Regions from separate parts of the Mus musculus genome. Here region 2 is linked to region 1. Evidence: chromatin contacts called from public promoter capture Hi-C data. All regions are on one chromosome and are shown on one strand. Each heading gives the region's core, a stretch centred on a gene start, on an enhancer-like site or on the middle of the called end of the contact. The rest is flanking DNA. Distances are from core to core; before and after follow the strand shown.

What was found. Promoter capture Hi-C pulls out the DNA fragments that hold promoters and counts their contacts.
Region 2: a promoter capture Hi-C map of 3T3-L1-derived adipocytes shows a contact between it and region 1, with 4 times the contacts expected there. The contact joins the enhancer-like site here to the promoter of Lhx3 in region 1. A contact is called at or near these places in 8 of 39 promoter capture datasets (3T3-L1-derived adipocytes, the SN4741 cell line, embryonic stem cells and 5 more), 2 of 115 datasets of contacts at active chromatin or transcription factors (both in embryonic stem cells) and 3 of 9 other capture datasets (adipose tissue, liver and pancreatic islet).

Annotation. Positions count from the first base shown.
Region 1 is chr2:26,205,309-26,208,008 of GRCm38.p6, forward strand. It overlaps Lhx3 (LIM homeobox protein 3), which reads right to left and starts at 1,267. Exons shown (of 6, transcript NM_001039653.2): 1 at 1,037-1,267. The coding sequence starts at 1,130.
Region 2 is chr2:26,117,464-26,120,421 of GRCm38.p6, forward strand. It overlaps a transcript of Nacc2 not described here. Among named protein-coding and RNA genes, the nearest start is that of Tmem250-ps, 22 kb to the right of the region's middle. Within about 2 kb of position 1,253, at least 86 of the 459 cell types and tissues checked have an H3K27ac peak or open chromatin away from gene starts, as enhancers often do. A contact at or near this core is called in 3T3-L1-derived adipocytes, adipose tissue and liver, where this site is marked.

The sequences.
Region 1 (2,700 bases), core at 17-2,516:
ACGGACAGCGCCTCGGCCAAGAAGCCCACAGCAGGGACACGGGGACACCCGCTTCCTACAAAAGCCGTCGCCACCGTCAAGCCTCCCAGTGAAGCCACCCTCGATCTCCTCTTGCTTACGTGGCATGGTGAACTCCAGTCTCAGTACAGTTTCCTACACAGAGTTGGAGGGCCCAGTGGAGCCTCGGGAGCCAACAGTGCTCTAGCAAGCCTCACAGAACTCTCTCTGGAGCCTAGCTTACCAAGCTTTCCTCCCTCCCTTTCTCATCCCCCCTCCCATCTCTTCCTCCCAGCTCCTGCGGGTAACCCATCCCATAAACCATTGGAAAATAAATAAATAAATAAATAAATAAATAAATAAGCAAGTAGGCCATATCCGATACCCCCAGTCTGCATAGAATCCTTTTCCCACTTGCTTCGACAGACCTTCTGCCAGCCTAACTTCCTCTTTTCCTATCCTGTTATACTCTCAGCTTGAAAACGGAGAGCGCTTTTATTCCCCAGAACCAAAGCCCTGCAAAAAGACTGGTACGATCAAGAAACTGGGGGCCCGGACAAGTTCCACTTTTCCCTGTAATCGCGTCTTGACCACCAGCCTAGTGGTAAACTGCCGGTGCAGACACTAAGACTCGACTCAGGGGAGATGAGTTCAGCATGACCCAGACCTGATCTCGCTGAAAATGGGGGGAAAGGAACTGAGTGAAGGCAGTTCCTAAGGAGAAACTCCTGCTCCCTGATTCCTGAGTCCTGAAACATCTTCACATGCTCCCTCCAGCTCAGGGGCCTCAGCCAGCTCAGAGCTGCAAAAGGTCTCCTAAACCGTTCCTGGATCACCAAGGGCTCCCAAAGCCAGGACAACACAGCACCAGGAGGGCCACACACTTTGGAGGTTTGAGATGCCTTTGCTTAGCCATGTCAGAGCCCCTCAGACACACCCTTGTCCAGATACCTTGGCTTCTGCTGGCCTCCGCACAAGGGCCAGAAAAAGCCGAGGACATCTGGGCCTGTTCAGTGCAGCCTCTCCGTCGGGCACCCACCTCGGCGCAGGTCAGCCCTTCGCGCCAACAACGCCAGCAGCAGGTCTCCGCCCGCGGATTCCCGGGACGGGTCCAGCTCCCCGCGAGCTTCCATGGGGCCAGGTGCCTGGTGCTGCCGCCCTCCGACCCTGAACTTCCCCTGGGTCTGGCGAGGCCACCGTTGCAGGGACTCCGAGCTGGCGTCGGAGCGACTCGTGTCGCTGCTGGGCGCTGTGCCCACGGGAGGCCTCTGGGCGCCAAGCCTCGGGCCCGCGGAGGGCGGAGCGGTGGGGGGCGGGGCCGCGGGGCGGGGCTGGGCCGGGGGTCGCAGAGACGCTCCCGGGGCCACTGGAGGCCACTGGAGACTGTGCACCTTTCAGCCGGAACCGAGGTGCCTAGAAGCCGTCTGGCTTGCACTTCCCGAGGACGGAGACAGCGCAGTAACCACTCAAGGCTTCCTACAGATGCTCGCCCCTGCCCCAAGCAAGTTCGCTAAGCCTCCCGGAAGGCTGAGGTCCCGAGGGAAGCGGCAGGGAGGGAACTGCGTTCTCTTTGCTCACGTTTAGACTCTGAACCGGAGCTGGACAGCATTGAGACCACACCTGGTCAGCAGAAGGGCAACCTGATAGCCATCGCGAGGGAACGTGGTGGCAAAGAAGCCACAGTAGAGCTACGAGGAGCTCGATTTGAAGGTCCCCCAACTCTGACACTCTGGACCCCACCACTAGAAGTGCCTCCTGGAGCCAGTACAGCGAGAAGGAACGATTCTTAGGACCTCAGATCCGGTGTCCTCTGCGGGAACACACCAAGACTCTAGGCCAGAAAAGGGTTGAGCTGCGGAAGCCCTGAGATCTACCCTTACTTCCCCACCCCAATTCCTTAGAACAATCCCTGCACCTGGATTTCCACATCTCATCCCCATTCGAACAGGTGAGCCCACCAGAACCCATCATCCTATCCTTGCATGAGCCCTCACTGAGGGCTCCTACTACCCAGCCAGGAGACAGCGCCAGACCTATGCAGTTCCTGGTAGGAACTAGAATCCAGCAGGGTATAGTGCCCTGGTAACAATTAGGGACACCCTAGAAGTGTTTGCAGAATCAGCAGGTTGCTGCCACCCTCCTGGTTCCTCTTCTTGTCCTGTTCTGCCTCCATCCCTAGGACTGTGACCGATCAGACCCCAGAATGGGAAGGATGAATGAAAGAACGCAAGATTCTCCACTTGGTCCCAGCACAGCTGCTGCCTCGGAAAGAGCCCTGTGCCTGCAGCCGTCCCTTCATGTTGCTCTGTACTTGTTATTCCGAGGTCAGGGAACACTAGCTTGGAGTGAAATGGGTGCTGGGTGAGCTGAGATGTGAGCCATTGAGTGTCAGCTGCTGCAGAGGGCAGTGGGGCGGGGGCCATGTATGGCTAGACTAGGGAAGGGGCGGCTCCACACTGTTGGGCATCTGGCTTGCCGCCAACAATGCCTCCATTATTTCCCAACGTCCGTGGCAGTGAAATGGCCCTTGGGGAATCAGAGTTCAAGCGGGAGACTTGGCCTGGGGATTCTTGCTGCAAGCCAAAGCAGTTCTGGAAGCTGTGGGACATTCAATCTCTAGGACCAGCCCCAGGCCTTTCTGGTCACTGTTGACCCTGTAGCTTTCCTGTTCTCCTGCCTGCTGTCACCTTGTACTTTTTTTCT
Region 2 (2,958 bases), core at 3-2,502, 88 kb before region 1:
TCCAGCTTCTAGTCTCTTCCCTGGGGAATGAGTATACCCAATACCCCAACCTGGCCCTCAGGCTCACACCCCCCATCCCTCTAGGCTCTTCCTCTTGTAAAACCACACCCCAAATACACATCTTAAAGCTGAGGGATGGGCTCTGAGCTTGCCCAGTGAGGGAGAGAGCCAGGCTTTCCCATTTTCTACTCTCTTCATTTCAGGACCAGGACCGGCCACTCAACCTCTATTTTCTTAAAAGCTTCCCCCCCCCTTTTTTTTATTTAAGAAAAAAAAAATCCAATTATAGCACAAATCTCTCAGCAGGGGTCAGTGTGGAATAAGAATAGCCAAAGTTAATGGACATGACACAGGCAAGATAAATGCCTGAAGGGTTTCAAAAGTTGTATGATGCAGATTTCATTAACATTTTAATTGTAATGTATCTTTTTAATCTTCTCTCACCCTAATGGCTTTATATCTTTAAAAAAAAAAAAAGAAAGAAAAAAAAACTGCTGACAACAACAAAAAGTATCAATATACAAAACTTAACAAAGGCGCTTAGCAGCACAATAGTAACTAGATTAAATGAGCAAAAGCTGTGTTAACATTGTGATTTTTAAAAGCAGAGTCAAGAGTGCAGCAAAGAGTGGCTGGGCAGAGGAGGCCGGCCAAGGACGAAGGCCCGGGGCTCCAGTGGGGAGGGAATGCCCCATCCACAGGTAGCAGCCCACACCGCCCACCCCCACCCCCACCAACACCAACACCAGCAACATAGGAGACAGAATGGAGAGACTCCAGAAACATCAGAGGCTGAGGCAAGCAAGCCCTTCTCTCCAAATTGGGCTGTGAGTAAGAAGAGACACTCAGAAGCCCCCATAAAAGGGGCTTCAGCCTTTCATGTTGGAATGAATCCCACCAGGGACTGCAACCACTTTTAACTATGGACATACTGTTACTTCTGACTTTTACAAAATGGAAGTTTTCAAAGTATTCTTGGATCTAACTACAGAGGAATTGGGACATTTTATTTTCAATCAATAAACATTCCTTGGGGGCTGCCTTTGCTGGACCCAGTGCACTTTACCCTATATCCTCCTGCCTTTCAGATGGCAATCCCTCCCCACTGGAATACCAGGGGGCACTAGCCACCCCAGGATCAGACAGCTCACAGGCCTGACTCCTTGCTCACCCCCAGTGACTATATATGGGCACTTTCAGGCCCCAAGTTGTTCCCGCCCCACCCCACCCCTGCCTGCTTCCCAGACACCAGCAAGGGGCGGGCCTGGAGCTGGAGGCCCATCTGTGGCTGGGTGCCCTCCAGGATGCCAGGCCTGGTGCAGGGAGGAGGGCATGATTCCTAAGAGCCCCAGCCAGCCCTTCCCCAGGGACCTGGAAACAACTCCAGAGAAAAAGCCTCCTTCCCCCTGAGACGGAGCCAGCCTCCCCTTAAAGGGCCAGCAACATTCTCACCAAGGGTCTCCTCATCCCAAGGGCAGCAGGCCAGGCAGAGCCTGCTTGGAGACCTAGCTTGGATTCCAGAGAGGGACAGCCTGGGGAGGGGGCAAAATCTCCAGTAATCTGGCCTTAAATTCCTAACTCAGAACCCAGGCCTGGCACTGCAGACTCCAGGGCAGGCAGATCCTGGGTCAGAGTCCATGCTTTGCTCTGCTCAGACTCCTCTCTGGGCGAGAGACAGCATGAGCTCCAAATTGAGGACACAGGCCTGTAGGCTGGGAGAACCAGACACACAGGTCTCTGCTTCTAAAACCCCAACTTCCAATGTCAAAGACAGGCTTGGCCAACTGCAGCAGAGAGCAGCCTGGCTCTAGGAGAAGTGCAGGTGATGCCAACAGGAGACAGCCTAGGAAAGAGTGAGAATCTGCTAAAACAGCAACAGAGGTTGCCAGGATCCTTGCACTGGAGAGCAGGCTAGAGCAGCCACCTCGGGCCAGATCACATGCTGCTGCTTCTCCTGTAGTCGGGGCCCAGCCAGGGGATGGGGGTGAGAATGCTGTAAGGCTGAAAGGAAAAAAAAAAAAAAAAAAACAAATCCCAGGAGGAGGCAATGGTGGACAAGGCTCTGAGAAGAGCTGCCCACATCTGAGAAACTATGTTAGATGCTAACCAAGCTTCTCATGATAACTCAGGGCCAGGCTGCTCATACTGCCTGAGTAGAAGAGTCTTGCCAAGTCAGTCCTAAACAGACTCTAGTGCTCCTTCATCACCTGATTATACTCAGGCAAAGCAGACTTTATACACTCGCCCACTGGCCAGCTGCAGGAAGCATACACCTGCTAGGAACAGCTAAAGCCCAGTGTCCCGGGGGCTGGTGGTGACTGCCCCTTGCATTGAGGAAGTGTCTCTTGCATTACCACATGGCTCTGCTCACTTCTCCAAAAGGCCAAACCTGGAGTAGGGTATAAGGACACATACTTGTAATCCCAGATCTTAGAAGGCTGCAGGGTCAGGGGTTCAAGGTCATCCTCAGCTACAGAGTGAGCTCAAGGCCAGTTTGAATGACATAAGATTCTGTCTCAAAAAATAAAAAAATAATAAAAAAATAAAGCAAAGCAAAAACAGGTCTCAAAGTCCACACAGGTGTGACTCAGATGAGGGTGACCCCTAGAAACATCGCCATGGGTACCCGCATCCAACCCCATTCCAACCAGCCATGACTCTTCAGAGCTGGAAGGCAGCCTATGTCACCTCGAGAATCTAGGCACAGCAGGAGGCCACTGTGGGCCAGACACACAAAAGCAGCAGCTAGTAAGGCAAGGGTGGGTATCTGCAGGAGAGCAGCACATAACTGGGACAGGGGGTGTAGACAGAAGTCACTTTCTCTGAGCCTCACACTGAGGGTTTGTGGCTTTGTGGCAGAGGAAGGTAAGGGATTGAGGTCTGATAGTGGTTGGTGGTCGCTGGACCAACAAACAGCACACACCCTCAGCAGCCTGGGAGGCCTGGTGAGTCACTTCA